Linked DNA regions of Mus musculus: region 2 is linked to region 1. A link is a contact called in public HiChIP or PLAC-seq data. All regions are on one chromosome and are shown on one strand. Each heading gives the region's core, a stretch centred on a gene start, on an enhancer-like site or on the middle of the called end of the contact. The rest is flanking DNA. Distances are from core to core; before and after follow the strand shown.

Region 1 (6,604 bases), core at 2,128-4,627:
TATTGAAATGTAAAAAGATTTATAGAGAACTATGAATGAAATAATTTTAGCATGGCGTTTCCCTGGGGTAGTCTCAGTTTTCTATGGGTAACAGTTTCAGAGACGAATAAACCTTAAAATACAAGGGTGTGTAGCTGCTGGCTTTCCAGCACCATGAGCCAAGGCAACTTGAAACTTTTCTGCTTCAAGCACCAGACATTGATAAAAAAAGAAGTGATCTGGGGCTGGAGAGTTGGTTTAGTGATTACGAGCACTTGGCGCTCTTGCAGAGGACATGAACTTAGTTTGAAGCATCTGTATGCTGACCTACAACCATGCACAGCTCTAGTTCCAGAGGGAGCCAATGGCCTCTTCTGCAGGCACCAAGGCACACATGTGGTGGACATACACACATGCAGACAAAACTCTTATGCATGATGACTCCAAGGTAACATTGTCTTCCAGACCCAGCAGGACTGATGGTCATATAAACTCAGAGACTGTGGCAGCATGTGTAAATCCTGCATAAATTCAAGCCAAGTAGAATCCCAGTACCGAGAGGAGGAAGTAAACAGAGGGTCCCACCCCTAACCAGGAAACTATTTATAGCTGATACCTGTTGGCAAGAGAAATATCAGGTGTTTTCAATGTAGAGTAACTGGGTATAACAGCCACACCTCAAGGTAGTTGTCAAGCTCAGGAGTAGCTAGCCAACACAAAACAAAGTCCTTTTTTTTTTTTTAGGTTTTTGTGTTGTTTTGTCATTTCTTATTGTTGTTATTATTATTGTTGTTGTTATTTGTGTTTTTTTATTTGAGAAAGTGAAAACATAAAACAAAGTTGACTGGGTAGGGAAATGGGGAGAATTTGTGAAGGGCTAAGATAGAGAAAATAGGATAGAAATATACTGTATAAAATTTTACACAAAATAAATGGGTAAATAAAACTCCTTTAAATATAAAGTGGATATTTCAGAAAGGAGAAATGCAGTTACAATGCCAGAAAGAGAAGAGACTGAAAATTCTGAGTGTGAGCAGATACTGTGGTGCCCTGAAGACGGGGCATGCCTTCCGGTCTTGTTAATGTAGGTACTTCAATGTTTAAAGGTGCAGGAGTCAGAGTCTTGGGGCTGTATGAGGCAGACATCAGTAAGAACGAGATCTAATATGGTGGTACTAGGAAAACAACGGCTTCTTCTATACGCTATTCTGAGTAGAAAAGACAGAGCACATGCAGGAACTTTATAAGCTCAAGGCTGGCAAAATACCACCACTGAGGAACTATTGGCAGTTGACAGATACTTAGGAAGAGAGATTCAGTAGATGGCCCTACACAAATGCACATATATGGAACAATAAGGCGACTGTGGATTTTTAAAACAGTACCCATGAGGTTGGGAGAGAAAGTGGTGGAGGGATAGGGAAAGAGCTAAAAAAGAGGGAGCTGGAAGTGGATTCAATTAGAAGATAATATATGCATGTGTGGGAATCTGAAACAAGCATTTACTTTTGTTTTATTGTATTATATTTTAAGTTATTATTATTTCTAAGATGCCTGCTTGTTTTCTAGTGAGAAATAGAGACAGGGTGGATACAGAAGGCGGGGAAGGTGGGGAAGGACTGGGAGGAATGGGGAAGGGGAACTGTAATCAGAATATAATATATGAAAAAAAAATCAATTTTCCAAAATAACAACAGCAAAGAAACCTCAAAACTGCCAGGATGTAACAAAAAGATGAGAAATTGGATTATACAAAGGTAAAATCAATAGTGCAGAGAATAGGATAAGAAATTAAATATGTATCTGGGAAGCATTCTAGAAGAAAGGGATAAACAGAAAAATAATGTCTCCTATAATAATGGTGAAAAATATTTTTGTTACAATTTAAGAAAAATAAGCTTAATGTTGATGGTGAAATAAAAATAAGCCTACCTATAGCAAGCATACCATAGTAAAATTATTCATGTGTGCTAAAACCAAAGGAAAAAAACCTAAATCATCAGAAAAAAATTCCTATAAAAGAACAATAGCAGAGTTTCAAAAGATATTTCATCATTACAAAAGGAGCTGGAAGTCAATTACTAGTTGAAAGGGACAAAAGGAAATAAGGATTGGAGTAGAGGTTCACACATGGAAAGGCAAGCACTGAAATGTGTGGACAAAAATGGAGATATTTTCAAACTAAAACGAACTAAACAAATGAGTCTATGTGAGATAACTTGTGGCCAAGAAATGAATGAACAGAGGATGAAGGAGCTGAATGTGAGAGCAATGATGAGTAAGAGATTGGACAATAATGTAAGGCTAGACACAAGTCATCTCTACCACAGCCCCATACATGCAACACATGTAGTAGCTGACTGCTTAGGGGAATGCAAAGACAAAGGGATAGAAAGTATAGTCAACAGAAAAGCCAACTGACCAGAAGGACACCACTAGGCTTTAAAAGGACCAGTGGTCTTTGCTTTCTCTTCCTGTACAACATGCCAGTTAGAGGCCATATTCTAAGATGTTAATCCACTGTCCTCTCAAATTATTGATTTTCCAAATGAAACACAGTTTATGATTCAATTTCTGTTTGCTTTTCTTTCTTTGTTTGTTTCCTTTTTTTTCTTTCTTTTTGCCTGTGTGTCAGATGGTACAGACTAGGTTACACAAGGTCTTTGGTTTGTTCAAGAAGAGAGAATCTGTCTTAAGAAGTACACATTTAAAGTTAAACTATTAAAATAAAAACACAACACTCACTTGCATAAAGGTAGAGGAAGGAAAAAAAGGAGTTGAAAATCAATATTGATAAATGAAAAGGAAGAATAGAATAGAAAAGAGGCCAAAATATCATGGCTAAGTGGGCAGGAAAGGTGATCAGAGTAAGTTTAAATTAACAGTGACTTTAAAACATGGAACTTAAAAATATATTTAAACCAGAGGTTCTTAAGTCAGGTTAAGAAAACTCCACCAAATCCAACTATGAAGTGTTTACAGGATATTGATAGTGTAGCAGAAACCAGAACCTTGAACCAGACCAGTGACTCACTGCAATGAACATCTGTAAGTAAAACAGAGTGAACCAAGGACTACACTGTGGAACACACTGTGACACATTACAGCGACCGCAATGAGATTTTCCCCTCTGACTTGGGGCTGGGGATTTTTTGCAAGGGCAGAGTGTGGGTACAAAGAGATGAAGAGATAAGTGGGATTGGTGTGCATGATGTGAAATTCACAAAGAACCAGTAAAAGCTAAATAAAAAGTTTCAGAAACACTGAAAAGGTCATGCAGATTATCTATCTATATCAATATTCTGTCATAAATAAAATTACAGATCAGTTAAAGAAAGACACTACCATCATTTATACAGAGACCACAAATTCAAATGATTTCTGTCAGTAGAAGTCACAATAGAAGACCAAGCATCTCTAGAAAGGAGTGAAAACAGCTTTGATCAACTAAAATTCTCAATGTTATAGAGTTGCTGTCTTACTTATGCTTCATTGCTGTACTAAAATACCATTATCAATTATCATTATCAATTTCTTGAAGACAAAGCTTATTAAAGCTTAAAGTTGCAGAGGGTGAGAGATTCTCCTGGCAGGGAGTAAGGAAGCAGAGAGTAGTAGGCAAGGCACTGGAGCAGTAGCTAAGAACTTACATCCTGAGACACAACTGTGAAGCAGAGTGAGAGAGAGAGAGAGAGAGAGAGAGAGAGAGAGAGAGAGAGAGAGAGAGAGAGAGAGAGAGAGAGAGAGAGAATACGAATTGGGAATGGGTGTGGTCTTTTGAAACCTCAAATCCTGCCTCCAGTGACACATCTCCTCCAATAAAGCTATATTTCTGAATCCCTTCCAAACACTCTCACCAATTAGGGACCAAGTATTTAAACATATGAGATTATGGGGCTTGCTCTCATTCAAACTACCACAGCAGTATTTTGAGATATAACCACATTCTTAAATGAAGTTTAAAAGAAAAAGAAATTGAAAATTCACAAAATAGCATAAATCTCAAGGAGTTAGGAAATCAAGAACAGAATAAATTCAAAGAATGAAAGAATCAAACACAGAAATTAAAATAGAGAAACAAGTTATTTGCAAAATAACTTATTTAAAGGAAAAAAAGAACTTTAAATAATATAGAGCCTTATGATTAACAATGTCACCAAAAGTGACATTAGAAATAAAAAAGAATTTAAGTCTAGTAATTGTGCATTTTAAGATCTAAGGCAATCTATGTCTAACAGTTTGAAGGTTCAGTGAAATAGATTCTTAGAAAAATATAAGTCCTGCTAATCTGCTTGAAGAAGCAGCGATAACCAGTCCTATGCCTTTAAAAATCTGAAAAAAAATTAAACTATTTCCCCTTAAAAATACTGGTCCAAACTATTTCATTAATTATTCTCATAAAATACGAAGGAACCAATAATTCTTGCCTTATATAATGTGTTCCACTGACTAAAATAGAAGGCAAATTCTCCAGTTCCTTTTATGAGGCTGGTATAATCTTGTTATAAAGATCGGTCAAGGGCACTGTGCATGAGGGATGTATGCAAAGCTCTCACTTATCAGCACACAGGAAAAATCTTAAATAAAGTGACAGTACCTCCAAACCAAGGGATGGACAGTTATTTGACATTAGTAGTCTAATAGAAATATATGTTGATGCAGCTTAGTATGTAGATAGATTATTAAGAAGTTACGTGATCATCTCAAGATAGGACAAATATTTTTTAAAATCCAATCATCTGAGGTTGAGGATGTAGCCCAGTGATAGAGCATTTGCTTGGCATGTGCAATGCCCTGGGCTCAATGCCAAACAGTGCAATAAGTGGATAAAACAAATAAGCAAAAGAGAAAACAAACCCAGCAGTCATGCAAGATAACAAGATGGAAGAACATAGAAATCCAAGAACTCCCCTACAATGACACATTTTATTAATTTAGTGGGAAGGTAATGCTGGCTGAGACTGTCAATTATTGTACTGAGCAACAAGACAAGCTCTGCAGTTCTGCAAGGAAGGACTGGGAAGGAAGAAGTGAGCTGTATATGGTCTTGGCGTGCGGTTGGTTCTGGTTTACTTAATCACATGGCTTAGTGTTCACACAACGATAAAGTCACCCAAGGAACTGTTTTCTCAGAAAGTGTGCCATGACGTTAGTGATGCTGAACACTCCCTGCTTCATCCTCACCACCTAGGGCTCCAGTGTGCAGTCTATATAAAGGAAAGTCACTGGCGAATCTTTGACATAGTGAATAATCTGGAAACTGGCTGCAAATATCCTGGAATTCAAATGACAAACAAGTACTCCAGATTATCAAAGGAAATATGGATTGCTTATTGTTGCAGGATATTTGATCACACTGGGATCCCGGAGATTGTGTTGATTATTGGGAGAAAAAAAAAAAAACCCTGTTTCTAGTTGTGGTGTGGCTCCATCTTATCACACACCTTTAATTCATCTGGCTGGAATACAGGCAAACCCTTAGTACATACCTTTAATTCCCAAACAGTGAACGTAAAGTTAGCTTGTAGAAGAAAGCAGCCATGTTTGAAAGGGACGTCTAATTGAGTGACAGACAAAGTGATGAATCATAGACAGATTTGACAGAATAGAATATTCCCAACTCTCATGAGAACAGAAAGGAGGCTAAGAGAGCAGTGCAGAGAAGGAAAAAGAGAGGCAGGCACTTTTGCTGATAGATCTTTGCAGAGTCAGATTGAATAGAGAACGAGCTAGACATAGGTGACAACAAAACGTGCCATAGAATGAGAAGGAGCCACAAGATTAGAACAAATTGCCAGAGTTAGTTTGAGGAGAAGCAGAGCAATTCAGTCAGAGGCTGAGAAAAATGCTAGACAGAATCAATTATCTTAGAGAAGAGTTTGAGCCATTTGAGTTGAACTAGCCAGGCAGAGTTCAGAAAGAGCTAGAAAGGGTGAGTTTACTCAGCTCTAAGTCTCAGAGGCTGAAAATATTCTAGACCTAGATAAAATTGTACAGAGGCTAGAAGCTTCTAGGACTAGGCCTAGGCTAGCAGGCAGAGCCAGTAAGTCTTCAAAATGTCAATTATCAGGTGAAATAAAAGATACTTTACAGCTTATTTTACCAGGAAGTAGCTATAATTGGTTGTTTAGATGGGTAAAGATTCAATCAGATGCCTTTCTCTTACTATCCTCACAAACAAATTCCTGATGGCTTAAAGTCCTCTTATAGAAAATATAAGCATGCCAGAAAGAAAAGCAGCAAGTTTGTTATTTGTGGTAATTTCCCCTGATTTTTCTGAGATAAAGGCTCCCTATGTAGCCCTTTCTGATTTGTAACTCACTATGTAGGTCAAATCTGCCTTCAAGTTGTTCAGGTCTTCTCCCTGTCTCATGTGCTCTGGGGTTTACCGGTGCACACTGCCTTGTCCAGTCTTATTTGAACACTTTTACATTATTAATACTTTTTGCAGTGCAAAAAAGTATACTTAAGAAAAAAGTAGGTAATTCAGACATTTAGATGAATTATATTATTTGTGTGTGCAGGGGTGTAGGGTGTAGTTTCTGAATATATAAGGAATAAAAATATTTATTAGTAGTCATAAGTAGGCCTTGTTTTCACTTTCCTTTGGTTAAAATAACAAGGA
Region 2 (6,570 bases), core at 2,961-5,460, 480 kb after region 1:
TAAAATATTTTTAAAATCTGGCTACCCTATGTGGTGGTTTCTTTGTGCTTGGCCCAGGGAGTGGTACTATTAGGAGGTGTGTGTGGCCTTGTTGGAGTGAGTTTGTCACTGTGGATGTGGACTTAAGACCCTTATCCTAGCTGCCTGGAAGCCAGTATTCTCCTTGGAGCCTTCAAATAAAGATGTAGAACTCTCAGCTCCTCCTGCACCATGCCTGACTAGATGCTGCCATACTCCCACCTTGATAATAATGGACTGAACCTCTGAATCTGTACATCAGCCCCAATTAAATGTTGTCCTTATAAGATTTGCCTTGGTCATGGTGTCTGTTCACAGCAGTAAAACCCTAATTAAGACACCCTACAAACTAGCGTGGGGTTCAATTTTCCCTCCATACATGGAGGATAACTCATACATAGTGGAATATTATTTAGCCTATAAAAGCATAGTGTGGCAAATGGTACAACATGGAACCTTGAGGAAAATAAGGCCAATATAGTAGGCAGTGATGAAAAGGCACATGCTCTGTGATTCCACGTATCAGAGGCTCCTGCAGTAGCCAAATTCAGAGACAGAAAGCAGAATGTCAGGAGCTAGAGGGAGAGAAGTGGGTAATCGCTGATCAACGGATCCAGAGTATCTGTTCTAGAAGATGGGAAAGATCTGGAGGCGAGATGTGCAAGATCAGGAACATGGAGTGAGCACTACTGGACAGTTCACAAAGGTTGCCACAATGTGTTCAATATCTGCCGTGGTTTTTCAAAATTCGTGGAGGAAGACTCACAGGGCTGATAGCAAGAAAGGAATATAATCACATAAATGCTTTGCGAGGTGCAGTGTTTTTTCTTTCAGTCCACAGCACACATACATACAATACACATGATTGTATGTACATATTACACACATGATCACGTGTATACACATCAGACATATGATCACATGAAATGCCTAGTACAGTCTCTCCTCCTCCTATTGTATGCACACACACATACCCCACATGTTAACATACACACACACACATACCCCACATGTTCACATACACACACACATACCCCACATGTTCACATACACTCAGATATGCACACGTGTGGAGACTCACAGGCCTCTTCCTCCCAGCTGTCTCCTGGCTCCCTGACCCAGCGTTCTCACTGCATGGGCACATTGCTGTATTAGATAGCCTCTGTCCTCAGGTGTGTCTTCTATCTGTAGTCTGGAAGAGTCTCACATCTCTTATACTTCCTGATATAAATTCTCATTTCAGATGATTTTAAGACCCTCTTTGAATATTGATCCAAACATGGAGCATCTTTAAACCTAGTCACAGCGGGGACTGTGGAATCAGACATGAATCATGTGTGTGTGAAGCACTTCAGACATTATAAAACATCTCCAGTATGTTGACACGTGTAATTTTTTAAACAGAGGTCCCCCATTTAGGGAGGAAAAGAGTTTAGGTGAGATAAGTTCAAAATCTAACACATAGAGGACAAAGTTGAGTGTGAAGTCTCCATGCCTTAGCTTAGAGGCTTCTCTGTCCTTTTCTTCTTCCAAGTAGGTAGCAAGGGGTAGGTCAGAAGTAAGTTTACCCAAGGCCAAAGGACCTGCTGTCCTTACGTCAAGCATAAAGTTGATTGCTCTAGAATAAAGGACCAGGATGTGAATTTTTCCACCAGGTTAGGGATACAAGGCAGGAGCTTCCACAAGATCCAGCCCTGTGAGCAAAGACTTCTGAGCCAACAGGTAGCCACAGAAAAAGAAGCTTCAGTTGAGGCATTTCCTCCAGATGTGTCAAGTTGACACAAAACTAGCCAGTACAGAGGGTGATCTGGGCACACCATAGACACTACCTGACACAAGCAACAAAGATTGAAATTAATGAGACAGTCTTCCCATTTGTAAAATGAGGCTACTTAACTACCCACCACTTCAGTGTTCTTATCTGTGAAACCTGTAATGTAGTATTAGCCATGTGCCATATAGCATTTGAGTTGATGATGGGCCCCCATAGACAGGATCCCATAAATCATAATGACAATGATGATTTGTTCCTTTAGCCTGGTGACATTACATGTTTCCTTACCTGGCTTCAGCACTGTTGGTATCAGCATACCTACCACTCTGGTGGCCAATCATAGAAAGAAAATGACTCCTAGTGACACATTGCTATCCCCACAGATCACTTCATCGATCAGCCCTAATCTGGAAGCTTCTTCTTGCAGCAGGTGGGAATTAACACAGAGACCAACCGGACAATGTGCAGAGAGAGACCTTGGAGAACTCATCTCTATATGGGATGCCTTTATCAAAGTCTTCACTCAAGGCTCAGGAGACTATTCAGATGAGGAGACAGAAGGAGTGTAAAAGCCAGAGGTGTCTGATGACTCACTCTAAGGGAAAGAGCATCCTCCAGACACAATAGGGCTGATAAACATGAACTCACAGAGACTGTGGCAGCATGCGTGCACAAGACTTGCAAAGGTCCAAACCAGACCACACACCACCACTGAGAAGAAGTGAAGACAAAACCCCTCCCCTAACCAAAAAGCTGTTTGTAATTGATACCTGCTGGGAGAGGAAAAGTCAGTTATCTTCAAAGAACCACACTCCAGGGCAGATCCCATGCCCAGAAGAAGGTGACCAACACAAAACAGACTCTGTGGGCTTTTAAGGTGATGTGTGTTTAGTTCCAGAATCTTTTGTTTGTTTGTTTGTTTGATTGATTGATTGATTGATTGATTGATTGGTTGGTTGTTTTTTGTTTGTTTGTTTTTCTGTTTTGAGAGAGAGAGGCAGAGGCAGAGGAGAGAGAAAGAGAGAGAGAGAGAGAGAGAGAGAGAGAGAGAGAGAGAACATATAGAGAGGTGGGGAGATCCAGGAGAAATTGGGGAAGGGAGATAATATGATCAAAAATGTTGTATGTAAAAATTGTTTAATAAAAGCAGCATAGTGACACATGAAATAACAGAAAGCATGTAGTATTTGATCATGATAACAACCAATTAATTATGTGGCTGGCTTGCTGTTTATGCATTTATCTGTATTTATTGGGTTGTTTATGCAATTGATAATAGCGTGTTTTTCTTGGTCATGTGGAGAATACCCCTACTTATTTAAAGAGTGTTGATTGTGAAAGTGCACCCTGGGACGCTGGCAACAGCTCCCCCAGTCTTGTCTTTGCTGTGTCTCTGTCGCTTTAAGTGGCCATATTCCCTGACTGACCTCCAGCATCTAGGCTTGTGTAAGAGATCCACAGGGTTTTCACACAGGAAGTCACCTGAATTTGATGGTACATCTCTCAGGACCTGTTTTAATTGTTAGTCAAAAAGTGACTGCAATGCTTGTATCCACATCAGACAACTCAGAGAGGGCATTTTTTTAAAGACCAGAAATATCAGCTCCTTAATACATATACAAATAAGACAGCAAGTACCTTTGGCTGGGCCTGTGGCTCTGGCTGAACAAACTGGTTCACCAGATGAAGATTTCTGTAAGGCAAGAGGGACTTGGGTAATCTGTGAGGACTTTAAAAGCACCTTCAATAGCGCTAAAGCATTTTGTTGGATAAATTTCATAAGGATCCACATGGCAGCTCCTACCCATTATAACTTCAGTCCTATGGGGATTTGAGACTCTCTTCTGGCCTCCCTGGGCACCAAGACCTCAAGTGCTGTGCAGAGTTACATGCAGGCAAAACACCCATACCCCTAAAATAAAATGGGGGGGGGGATTTTAGAGGAATCTCAAGAACTCAATTTTGTAATTTCCCTAAACTTCAGCATCTGACACATGCCTTTTAAAGCATCATCAAACTCCATCAAAACCAGTGATTTTTACATTCTTAAATATTGGTGGATGTCTTGTAAGATGCAATCATAACAGAATCTGTTAAGCATTGTTGTTGTTGGGTTTTTTTTTCAACCTTGAGTCTGTAGTGGGCTCTGCCCTATTCATCTCTCAGACACAATTACTGGCGAGCTTTTAATGCAGCCCACAGCTGCTTACAGGCACCAACCTGCTATTCTACTAGCTGCCTGCTGAGCTGAACTAGGAGCCAGAAGGGAGTCATTTTGATGGCATTTGAGTAGCACAAAATGTGAGTTTTCTCTTGAGAGGGCTTTTGAGAATTAGAGGGAGTTAGTCATAGTTTCCAGTGTGAGTATTTTAACAGTTGTGAAATTATGAAGGGCTGACTCAACAATTCCAGTGTTGCAATATGTCACTTCACTGTCTTGTTACTTAAAATTACATGCTTCAGGAGACGATGACTTTTAAAAGAACCCAACCAAGTCTGGAAAGAAAAGTGAGATATGCAGACAAAGCAAGGGGAAAATTATAAGATTGCCAAACACTTAGGAAGCTACTTAACAATCCCGAGCTCATCTAATATGTTTCTTTTTCTTAAATAGCATGTTTCTCTTCTCTGTGAATTATATAGTAGAAGCACACTTATTAAACAGTGATTCCTTTTCAGTATACAAAACCAATCCAAACTGGATTGAATATGTTACTAAATTTCTAAATCAGTCACCTCCTCAGTATCCTTTTGGGTAGGTTTAAAAAAAAAAGATGAATAGATTATCATCAGACAAAGATGATTAAGCCTATTCAAGAGGACTCTTAGGCTGTTGCTCAGCCTCTTCATTAGATAACTCCTCATTAACTACCCTAAATGAGCTACAAATAGCTATCAGGTCCTGTCCTTTATATTTGAAAATTAGACCCTTAGTAAGCAGATGACTCTTGAGGTATTTTCTAAGGATTTGAAGTTTTTCAAGCATGCCGCTATATTTCCCCATTCAAAATCATATACTCATAACACAGCTAGCCAGGGTTAAGAGGAAGCAAAAAAGAATCCAAAAGAGATGGTTCTAATGAGCTTGGTTTCTTTAACACGGTGTGATAATTAGGTAGTCCAGCCAGAGCAAAGGCCACACTGGGAAAACTTGAGATTATAAATAGCTCCACGAAATGTTAAATGCAAATCTAGAGGAGGCATTATCCTTTCAGGAAGCATTATCCTTTCAAGAACTGAACAAACTACAGAGTAGGACATGTCCTTGCATGAACAGTCAGGAGCTATAAAGAAGGGGGACTGGGGCTGAAGGGACAACTTAGCCTTCAGAGCACTCACTGCTCTTGAACAGTTCAAGAACAATGCACCCATGTCAGACTTCTGCTCACAACCACCTGGGCATCTAGCCCTAGAAGATCTAACTCTTTATGCTGGTGGCCACTGGCACTCAAATGCACATGTGCACACATAGACATATCATGATCTATGGAAACCTACTATTGTGTGAGCTTCAAAAACATGTACACAAACACATACACATATACATGTATAAAATAAGTGGAATTACCCTATACCTAGGGACAAAACATCTTCCAGATGCCATAAGTTATCAAAAAAAAAAAAAAAAAAAAAAACAAGAAAACAGCGTCCAGTGTAAATTGTGTCTCTTCATGTTGGTAATAAATCTCATAGACACCCCCTCACCAAAACCAAAATAACCTATGCCATCAGTCTTTGTTACCCTCCTAAACTTGATGGTAAGATCCTGTTGCTGAAAATACTTGAGCCATAGAACACGGAGAAATCAACTGATACTGCCCTGAATACTTCATCCCTACTGGCTAGCAGTCATGGAATCAGAGGCATTGTCCATATTACTGTGGGAGAAAAGTAACGGTTTACTCAGCTGTGACTCCTGTAAGCTACAGCAATGACCAGCCTGGCAGCCACTAAAACACAATAGTGTAATAGTGGCATGAATGTCTCTGGAGTAGCAAACCATTTTCTGATTGTATTTGAGGTCTACCCCACAAGATGGAACTCATGCCTACTGCAGTTAACTGAGCCAAAAACCTAGGGCTTAGTGTATCATAAGCTCTAGGGAAGAACCTATTACAAATATTCTAATAAATGGACATAGTATAAATTGTCCCCAAACATTTATCTTTATACCCATTGATTCGTGTGGCTCTCCACCATCATCAGAGAAGCTACTTTTGCAGGAGATGATGTTGAATACAGAGACTCACACCTGGTGGTCAAAGTGCAAAGAATAAGAGATTGTGGAGTTATCAGCCCTAAATAGGAAACCTATAGCACGTTCTGTTTCCCAGTTCTCAAGGATTATCATGGAAGAGGGGGGCAGAAAAAAACTGAGATCCAGAGGTAGCAGTAGATCACTACAGAGAAATAGTAGCCAAATTCCAGCATGGAAGGCAGAGGGACTTATTAGAGCTAACTCCTAATTGAGGAGCTATTGGCAACTGTGGCTGGTGTGGGTACGAGAATCGGTTTTCTTCATCTGTGGCACCTGTCATGTGACCTGTGTTCCACTGGATGACTCCTCACCTGGGCACACGCAGGCACCGATGAGAAGACTCAGTAGGGTTAGGAAAAAAAAGAGTAGATGAAATTGGGAATTTCTTCTGGGTACAACTTGCATGGGTCTTGTTCATATAGTCACAGTTGATATTAGTATATGTGTGCAGCAGTCCGGTTATATCTGAGAAGCATGGCTTCGCTACAGTCATCTATTAGCTCGTGTTCTTAAGATCTTC

The links. HiChIP or PLAC-seq counts read pairs in DNA pulled down with a chosen protein or histone mark.
Region 2: a contact with region 1 is called in an H3K27ac HiChIP or PLAC-seq map of regulatory T cells, with 5 times the contacts expected there. The contact joins two enhancer-like sites. A contact is called at or near these places in 1 of 15 datasets of contacts at CTCF or cohesin (the NIH/3T3 cell line), 2 of 484 Hi-C or Micro-C datasets (bone marrow-derived macrophages and regulatory T cells) and 2 of 115 datasets of contacts at active chromatin or transcription factors (CD8 T cells and regulatory T cells).

Annotation. Positions count from the first base shown.
Region 1 is chr13:36,805,079-36,811,682 of GRCm38.p6, forward strand. No RefSeq gene overlaps it. Among named protein-coding and RNA genes, the nearest start is that of Gm30489, 16 kb to the right of the region's middle. Within about 2 kb of position 3,378, at least 29 of the 459 cell types and tissues checked have an H3K27ac peak or open chromatin away from gene starts, as enhancers often do. A contact at or near this core is called in regulatory T cells, where this site is marked.
Region 2 is chr13:37,286,706-37,293,275 of GRCm38.p6, forward strand. No RefSeq gene overlaps it. Among named protein-coding and RNA genes, the nearest start is that of Gm30600, 41 kb to the left of the region's middle. Within about 2 kb of position 4,211, at least 68 of the 459 cell types and tissues checked have an H3K27ac peak or open chromatin away from gene starts, as enhancers often do. A contact at or near this core is called in regulatory T cells, where this site is marked.